2 separate regions of the Gossypium raimondii genome follow, and region 2 is linked to region 1. The links are chromatin contacts, called in public Hi-C maps. All regions are on one chromosome and are shown on one strand. The core of a region is the stretch at or near the end of the contact, and the rest is flanking DNA. Distances in the headings are between cores, read along the strand shown.

Evidence for each region. Hi-C and Micro-C count contacts between places; a contact is called where the count stands out from the background.
Region 2: a contact with region 1 is called in a Hi-C map of leaf, with 2.5 times the contacts expected there. The contact joins the enhancer-like site here to the promoter of LOC105766721 in region 1. A contact is called at or near these places in 2 of 2 Hi-C or Micro-C datasets (both in leaf).

Annotation. Positions count from the first base shown.
Region 1 is chr4:19,219,362-19,224,448 of ASM2569854v1, forward strand. LOC105766721 reads left to right here and starts at 2,414. Exons shown (of 7, transcript XM_012586300.2): 1 at 2,414-3,194. The coding sequence starts at 2,805.
Region 2 is chr4:19,893,545-19,898,631 of ASM2569854v1, forward strand. LOC105766711 (1,4-alpha-glucan-branching enzyme 2-2, chloroplastic/amyloplastic) reads right to left here. Exons shown (of 22, transcript XM_012586289.2): 10 at 3,643-3,764; 11 at 3,350-3,469. Among protein-coding and RNA genes, the nearest start is that of LOC105766711, 11 kb to the right of the region's middle. Within about 2 kb of position 2,762, the one cell type or tissue checked has open chromatin away from gene starts, as enhancers often do. A contact at or near this core is called in leaf, where this site is marked.

The sequences.
Region 1 (5,087 bases), core at 1,164-3,663:
ATCGATGAGTGACTAAAAACTCTAGTTTGTACATTTATGATTTAAGGACTTATTAATTGATTGTATTTTCATGTTATCTGCATATGGGAGTTTTAAGGTGAGTATATAGTGATAATATGAGCTTTTGGATTGAGCTTGAATGTGAATTGACGGGATATATGACTAAAATGAATAAAATGTAAAATAACATGAATTGCTTGAAATATGATATGTGTTATGGAATTGGGTAAAAATGTATTGCATGACATTAGGTATATGTGATATGTTAATAATTGGATTAGGATAGTGAATATGATTGAGAAATGATAATTGTACTAAATTGTAAATGGGATTAAACATTGGTACCCTTTACCTAGTCGGTTTGAGTCGGATATAGTTGGCATGCTATAGGATTGAATTGTGTACAAGTTATGCACTCATACGCTACGATGCACCTCGTGTGCCATGATGCACTTCGTGCGCCAGTATGCACTTCGTGTGCCACGAGCCCTGGGGGCCGAAATGAATATGAATGAGTCAATAGACTTCATAAATGAGTTGAATGGTATAAAATCAAAGTAAACGAGATTATTTCCATGGAACATGAATAGTATAGTGTTAATAGCATGTGGTAAAGTTAACTAATTGTGTGTTTGATTCTTGATATGTATTGAATGATTGGTAAATGTTAAACAAGTTGGAATTAGTCATTTATATGCATTGTTGGATAGGTTGGTTGATAATGTTTTAGTATGCTTACACACATAGATTGATGATAGAAAATGGTTGGCACTTTGGAACATTATTTGATTAGATATTGAGTATATATATGCATGATTTGTCTTGAAACATATTGTTAATGCTTATGTTAAATGTATCTTGAATCATAAATGTACTACTGAGCCCAATTGCTCAACATACAATTCGTTTGTTTCGTGTGCAGGTATAAATATTCTCAAAGCCTTGGGAAAGTGCGGTTGGTATCCAGAAGGTTACATCGACTCAACCTAAGTTTGTATAGTCCTTTCCATTTTATCAATGGGATGTACCTAGAGATGTTTTACTCAATGTTAGAAATGGTCAAAAATGGTTTGTATATAAGATGTGAATATGTGAGTTTGTTTATAATCATGTACATAATTTATATTGATGCAAGGGTAACTATGTTTTAGGTAAGTTTGAATGTTGAAATAGTTGAATTGGAGCCTTGAGGCCAATGGTTGTTATGTATGTTGAGTTGTTATCATTGGAAAATAGGGGATTAGTATTCTGCCATGGATGTCGCGACTTCACACATTAAATGTCTCGACATTAGGCCATCTTGTCGCGACGTCCTCTGCTTGAGGTCGCGACATCAGTCCTGTTTTATTTTAAAACCTTTGCAATTTGATCTTCAAGTTGGGAAGCTTGGCTACTGTCTTCAATTTCGCGACACAAAGTCCTAAAAGTCTCGACACCCACCTAGCATACTTTGAAAACTTTTCATTTTAGTCTAGTTTGACCTTGGGATGGTATTGAGTTTCGTAAGCTCGTAAATGACCCGAAAATGAATATATATAATGTTTTACGCTCTTAATACTTATAAATTAATGAATAATGATGAAATTTATTTGTAATCGATCGAAATTTCTCCAGAAACGAATGTAACATATTATAGCTTAGACTCGACGATCGATTCGGGTATAGGGTGTGTTTAGAATGTATATGTTTTTCCATGCGGATATTTTACTTTGATGGAAAATTTGAATTTTGTTAACATCACAAATTGCAAATAATTCAATACTTTTTTCACCCTTCATATTGTGAAATATATATAATAAATACTAGAAATCTTATCACACGCGTATGCATACGAAAATCACGTATTTGGAATACAAAAGTGTGTTTAAAATCACATACAATAAATAATAATATATACAGTTTGGAACTAATTAATAGTAACACATGAAATATATACGTAATTAAAATGAAAAAATTAAACTAAATTGTTAGTAAAACGAAACATAAACACAAATATATAAAATGCATATAAAAACATATTTATTAAAATTTCATATAAGAATAAAGAGATTGCTTTAGTTTAGATGATAAATGAAAAAATTTAAATACACCAGTCCTTAGTTTGAATCTCATTATAAACAAATTTTTATTGGTTAATAAATAAAATAATTTTAATAATTTTCTAACCAAGTATTAATATGTCATACAAACTCAATAAAAGCTTAATAATTAGTAAATATAGATATTATTGTGAGATCTATTTACAAATAATTGTTGGGTTTTTTGAAATTATCATTCACACGGCCCAAAGAAGGCCATAAAATAAAGTCCTTACCCTTTTTTTTTTAAAAAAATTCCGTTTCAAATTTTAAACCCTCCAACTCACCTTCTGGACTAACCTATATATTAACAATCAATCTCCATATTTACAATTAAACCCTTTAGCCTTCTTCCTTTCTTAATCTCCACCCGGCCTCTCTCCCTCTTCTTTCAAATTCTTCTTTCCAAAAATAATTTCTCTGCATTTTTCTTTTTGATCGGAATTCTCTGCTCCTTTATCTTTAGAAGATAGAATTATAATTGGAAATGGAATTAGAATTAGAAGTCTTCTTCTTCTTTTTTCTGTTTTGTTGTATATGATAATCCATAGGGTTTTATTTTGTGCCCTTATTGTATAAGGTTTTGGAGTTTTTTTAGAGATTCGATTTAGGCTATTGTAATATTGTAATTTTCCCCCTTTTTGATAATTTGATTTGCTAATTTGACTGTACATGAAAATTAGAGTGATTATCGATTTAGGAATTTAGGGTTTTCGATTTGCTTATATGGAGAATCCGCGTAGATCATTTGATAGATCAAGAGAACCTGGTTTGAAAAAACCACGGTTAACTGAAGACCTCACTTCGAACCCTAATATCCGGCCTTTTTCTCAACGAGCGAACCCAGTTGTTACCGCCTCTGGTTTGAGATTCCGGTCCAATGATTCCGGCACCAATGATTTGATCCGTGGCGACGGTGGAGCTTACGAACCACAACCAGTGTCACATCAGCAGCAACACCAGCAGCAGCAAGAGTTAGTTAGCCAGTATAAGACGGCGTTAGCTGAGCTCACTGTTAACTCGAAACCAATTATTACTAACTTGACAATAATCGCTGGCGAGAATGTTCATGCCGCCAAGGCCATTGCTGCTACTGTCTGCGCTAATATTCTTGAGGTGAACTCAGTTTTAGCTGTGCCTTATTCGTTAAAGCTCTTCCTTTCTTCTTGAAATTGAATTGTACAGGAAAATAAATTGCAAGTTCTATACTGTGGGGAAAAAAAAGGAAAGATAATTTGGATTGTAAGTGTAAATTGGGATTAATGGATATTTTTTTTAGTTTTGCTGTCATCAATGTGCGTCTCGATATAGGTTTGTTAAAATGTTTCGCAGAGTTCTTTTGAGTTCAATTATTACTAACTTGACAATAATCGCTGGCGAGAATGTTCATGCCGCCAAGGCCATTGCTGCTACTGTCTGCGCTAATATTCTTGAGGTGAACTCAGTTTTAGCTGTGCCTTATTCGTTAAAGCTCTTCCTTTCTTCTTGAAATTGAATTGTACAGGAAAATAAATTGCAAGTTCTATACTGTGGGGAAAAAAAAGGAAAGATAATTTGGATTGTAAGTGTAAATTGGGATTAATGGATATTTTTTTTAGTTTTGCTGTCATCAATGTGCGTCTCGATGTAGGTTTGTTAAAATGTTTCGCAGAGTTCTTTTGAGTTCAATTTTTATATTATCTTAACAGGTGATATGAGTACAATAATGTTGGTCAAGTTTTTTTTTTTTTTTTCCTTTTATTAACAAATGCAGGAATGTTATGTCATGATGTGACTTCGTAGTCTATGCAATTCCGGTCTAAGGCCATTTTGCCTGCAAATATCTTCCTTTATTGGATTTCTGTTCTATTTTTTCATGGAACTGATATGTTTCTAATCGCCCTGGAATTTGTAAACAGCTGGCCAATGAATTATAGAGATTGTAAACTTTACAGGCATATGTCGAAATGGAATGTGAAGAGTCCATATGTTATGAAACCTATATCTAATGAAGTGTATTGGTTTGGAATCTCTTTAAGCTATTATTCCCTTTAGCTGGGTTTTCTCACATCAATTTCCTTATATGGTCACATATTTGTTCATCTCCATTTCATTTTTCCTTCTGAAGCGAGTATAGTGCTTTCCTACTTGCCTGTCATCATCTTTTGTTAGCAATCTTTTGTTATTCTACTCAAATTGCTTTTGGTTGGCGATATGAGTAAATAGAACTAGAAATGCTAATGCCATTGTGAATGCTTAAGTTGAGCACCCTGTTGTTACCCGCACTCTTTGGTTTTCAATTGGCAAATGATAAAAATCTGCTTTCGAAGTCTACAAAGTATATAATGGTGCCTCAGATTGCTTGGATCTGAAAGAATGCTTTTTCTGTGATGGAGCCATTTATTAAGGCTGGAAGCTGGTAGAAAGTCATGAAAAACAGGGGATAAATTGAAATCATAACTAGATAAGGTGGGGTCAGATTTTAGGTAAATGAAATTAAATGCCTAAGTTGATGAGGTGTATTGGTTTGGAATCTCTTTAAGCTATTATTCCCTTTAGCTGGGTTTTCTCACATCAATTTCCTTATATGGTCACATATTTGTTCATCTCCATTTCATTTTTCCTTCTGAAGCGAGTATAGTGCTTTCCTACTTGCCTGTCATCATCTTTTGTTAGCAATCTTTTGTTATTCTACTCAAATTGCTTTTGGTTGGCGATATGAGTAAATAGAACTAGAAATGCTAATGCCATTGTGAATGCTTAAGTTGAGCACCCTGTTGTTACCCGCACTCTTTGGTTTTCAATTGGCAAATGATAAAAATCTGCTTTCGAAGTCTACAAAGTATATAATGGTGCCTCAGATTGCTTGGATCTGAAAGAATGCTTTTTCTGTGATGGAGCCATTTATTAAGGCTGGAAGCTGGTAGAAAGTCATGAAAAACAGGGGATAAATTGAAATCATAACTAGATAAGGTGGGGTCAGATTTTAGGTAAATGAAATTAAATGCCTAAGTTGATGAGGTAAAAGGC
Region 2 (5,087 bases), core at 1,512-4,011, 670 kb after region 1:
CATATATTTTCAATCAATTATGACTTTGCTTTCTCCCTTCCCACTTTCCAGCAGCCTTTTAAAAAATCAAAAGCTCAAAAAGAAGACACAAGGTTGAACCTTGGAGACAAAATTGTTGGGAGGGACAATCGCGAATCCTGAACACAGACCATAAAATGGACATGGAGAATACCAAAATACAAGAAACAAAAAGCAAAAATACATGGAGAATACCGTTTGTCATTTGGTTACTGTTTTTGCTGCCAGTTTTTTGCTTCCACAAGCAAAAAGTACACTTGGATAGGAAAGAAAATAAAATAATTAAAAGTACTTATATATATCATTTATTTTAGAACAAAATAATTTGATTTTTCTTTTAATAGAACAGTTATACTAGAAATTTCGTTACAGTTTAGTCATATATTTTCAATCAATTATGACTTTGCTTTCTCCCTTCCCACTTTCCAGCAGCCTTTTAAAAAATCAAAAGCTCAAAAAGAAGACACAAGGTTGAACCTTGGAGACAAAATTGTTGGGAGGGACAATCGCGAATCCTGAACATGGACCATAAAATGGACATGGAGAATACCAAAATACAAGAAACAAAAAGCATATTCGCGGAAATCTGGGATTCTTTTCCAAGAATCTCGGGATTTGATAGGCTAAATTGAAGACAGACTAAATTACAGGAGATTGTGTATGGGTAATTGATTCTTTAGAAGAGATTTTCTTTCTTACTGTAGCTTATTTTTTGTGTATAAGGTTGGTTTTTCAGGCTGTAAAATTTAGAATATAGAGAAAACTTCTATTTTTTCATCCTAATTCCTCTTTAGAATTCTACATGAATTCTTCATAATCTTCTGAAAATTTCTACATGGTACCAGCGCCATTTGGCTTTCTTTGGTTCAGACTTCATCCATGTTATGCCTCTATTATTCAATCTAAAGCAGTAGCCTGATCCAAACCCTCATGGCCTCAGAATCAGGCCATATCAGGAAGCATGTCCGTTCAGGAAGTTTTGAGCAGTGGCAGATCAGAGGACTCTGTTATGCTCATCACTTGCCGCATATCAGAATGATTACCTCACTAATGCTGCCATTCCCCCAAGACAGGATGATCCATGTTTCAGAATTTGGAAATCAGAAAATAATATGGTTTTCTCATGCTAGGGACAATAACATCAACAATGCCTAAAAAAGTTCAGCTCTTGCTACCCAGGGAACCAATTCAGTCTATGCTGCAAAGCAAAAGAAAAACAGGTCTTGGTGTGATCATTGCCGCAAACCAAGACATACTTGAGACACATGCTGGAAAATTCATGGTAAGCTAACAGACTGGAAGCTAAATAGGGACAAAGAACCCCATGGTTTTGCAGCTGCTTCAAAGAATAAGGATAAATCTGACAGTTAAACTACCTTGGTCAACATGTAGTAGGTTGAATGGCTACAATAAATGTTTGGCTTAAATTCAAACTCTACCACAATTGTCTCTACTAGATCCACTGCCCAAAATGGTAATTTTTTCGCTGATCACATGACACAGCAGGCCGGATTATCAATTCTGGATCTCAGACCACATGACAAATGATGCATCTTTATTACAAGATTGCAATCCATGTCACAATAATTATGAAGTCAACATTGCCGATAGGTCACTTTCCTAGTATATCTGACACATTAATACTTCAATCTATCCTTTTGCTTCCAAAGTTAAAATGCAACTTGCTGTGTTAAATAGTAAACTTACTAGAGATTCAAAGTGACTTCCAAAGTTTTCGTCTTCTCATTCCATGTTTCAGATTTGGATTCTTGGGAAGACAATTGGCAATGCTAAAAAAAGTTGGTATTTACCAAATTAAGGCCAAGGATCCTCAGAAGGCTCAAACTCATCATGTTGACTCCTGCATGATCAATGTTTCAGGTTCATCATTTTCTCATTCCAATAAAGATGGTACAATAATGCTATGGCACTTTTGTCCAGGACACCCAAATTTCATGTACTTGCTCAAGTTGGTTCCATCATTATTCATCAATAAAAATCCAAAATCCTTCCAATATGAGGTTTTCATTTGTAAAAACATTGTTGTCTTGTAACACCTATCTGCTTCAAGAATACAAACCATCTCAACCTTTATCAATCATCCATAGTGATATTTGGGGACCTTTAAATTTGATCAATAAAACGTCATCACAGACCTTTAAATTTGGTACCCCGTGTCAAGTCCTATGTGAGTCTGTTCAACAAAACAGTCATGACAGATATTTGACCAAGAATCTTTGGATGTTTAGCCTATCTCCATGTCCCCCTCTCATCAATGAAGTAAATTTGATTTGAAGTCCATCAAATGTATATTTCTAGGGTACTCACCTCATGAGAAGCGTTATAACTATTACACTTGACTAATTGACAGCTGACAGTTTATAATTGACAGTTTGTATAACTTATTTCTAAGGACTAATTAGATTCAATCAGCTTGTGTTTAGGAATTTTAGTCATTACTAATTTCCTTTTATTTTCCTACTTTGCATATATAAATAGCTATGTAACCTACTCACTGAAACACAAATACAAAGAAATCTTCTCCTATTCTTCATTTTTGCTGCCCCCTCTGGTTTTAACATGGCATCAAAGCCAAATTTCCAGATTTAGGAAGAAATTTTTCAATTTTTTTGAAATCTCTCAAAACCCTAGAACTAAAAATTTGGTACTTACCCCTTTAGGTCCATTTTCTCTTTTCACTGCCCACACTAGAGAGGTCAGAACCCCATTGCCAACAAAACCCTTGATTCCGGTGGCCAACAGACCTGCGCATAAGTCCCATGCACCTCCATCAGATTCTAGTTGCTTCCTCATGACCAACGCATGTAGCTCACCCTGCCAGAGTTTCTTCTCTCCCACCGCCATCGATCTTGGGCAGTATTTCCAGCCTAGCCCTCTGTTTTGACTCCATTTGGTGCTGGTCAGATTTTTTTTATTTTTTGGCCTATTGTTGGGTAACTATATTGGCTACTGTTAGCCTTTTGGGGATAAAATACTTGTTGCTAAATTGAAGGGATTTGATAGACAAAATTATAGATTGTGTATAGCTGATTGATTCTTTAGGAGAGATTTTCTTTCTTATTATATAGCTTAATTTTATTCAGGCTGTAAATATAGAGAACTTTTATTTCTTCATACTAATTCGTCTTAGAATTCTACATGAATTCTTCATATCTTAAAGCTTCTATTTGCATAAAGCCTACGGGAGAGAAGCATAAAGCCTATTAACTTTTTGTCGAAAAAATATGGGACAAAAACCATTTGGATAAGAATTTACAACTAAGGAGCATATTTCTATAAAATATATCTCCCAAAAACCTAATTTGTTTACCTGTGCACAATATCCATAAGAACAAGTAGACCCAACTCATGAGCCCTGTCTATCAAAGACTTAAGATCATCCGGAGTTCCAAAGCGGCTGCTTGGTGCAAAGAAATTTGTCACATGATACCTGCAACATATTAAATGAAAATTGGTAAAGTAGAAGAGTTTAGTTTCCATAATGGAAACTAAATTGTAAAGACATTTTATTTTTACGTCACAACATAGCAGAGTTTAGTATAAGTTAACAAAACATAAACAGCAAGAAATAGATTTGAGCTAATATTATGATTGAGATAATACCCAAAGCTTGCGTAATATGAGTGCTCTTGAATAGCCATGATCTGAACTGCATTATATCCAAGTCTTTTAATGCGGGGAAGCACATTATCTCTAAAGTTGGCATAGGTGTTAATTAATGGCTCCTGCATCTCAAAGTTGATAATATTAAGAAAACTAGGAAATGGAATAACCATACCATAAGGTAGCATGGAAAATAAAGGCTGGAGATGTTTATGATAAAAATGTTCTTTGAACAACATTATGCAATAAAATTCAGCTACTTAAAAAATGAGCAAATTTTACACAATGATCGGTAAGGGACCAAAAACCACAAAGCATGTTAGACTTATATTATATGCACATACCACCACCACCGCATTTTGAGGCAACATATAAGACTAAGTTTGATTAATGCAGAATCAATGTCAACTACCAAGAAAAGAAAGAGCAGACTAAAGAAAGGCTAAAGATTAGTTGACAGAATCTTCTTTCTTAAAAGCAAACATCTTAAAACGCACTACACTGTTATTTATGGCTTTCTTTGTAACAACAAAGGTTTTGCCTAGTGGTTGTTACGCCTCACTAAATAGGGTTGAGGTCTAAGGTTTGGATCCCCTCTCCCTTCATAGACTTCTTCACATGCATGTATGCCACAGAGGCATACTGGCTTTCAGCATCTACAGGTAATTCTTTAACAGAAAATCTATAAGTAATTTGGAATGAATAAAATTTTCTATAGGTTTTTTCTATTTTTAGATGACTTAAACATAGTTTATGCATGTCTAGAAATTTTATTTCACTAAATTAAATTCTTTAAAGGTAATACATATCAGTAACATGTATCTTTTTATAGTCTAGGAATGACTTAATAAAATACAAGGTGAGATATAACTTAATAAAGTTATTCAAACGGCAAAAATCAAGTTCTTTTACCTACAAAAACTTCCAATTAATGCCTATATTTATGTAATTTAAAGGAAATCCATAAGTTCAATATACAACTGATAAAATCTCTTCAAAACTAAATTAACATTTTACCGTATTTGCAATACGACGATTTTCTTTGTAAATGTTCTTTACCTGAGGATTCTTTACCTCAGGAACAGTTATGCAACTTAGCTTTCTAAAGTTATGCCTACACAGAATATGATCCGTGACAACAAATTCAATTTTATTAGTCATAAATAATTAAACTGAATTTACTTATCCCAAAAATAAAGAAGAATAACATGTGAATACCAGGGATGCCATAAAATCTTGAATAAAGAGATTGAGATATTGAGAAGGATAGAAAATTTGTGTATATTAAGGTTTTGAAAAGGGTTTTGTAATAAAATGATCTAAATTTTTTTTTAATTCTCTTGGACATTGTTCTCTATGCAATGCAATTTTGAAGTGGTATTTGCAAAAGATTGCATTTAGTATCTTTTTTTCCCCTACAGTAGAACAAAATCATAAAACTGTCC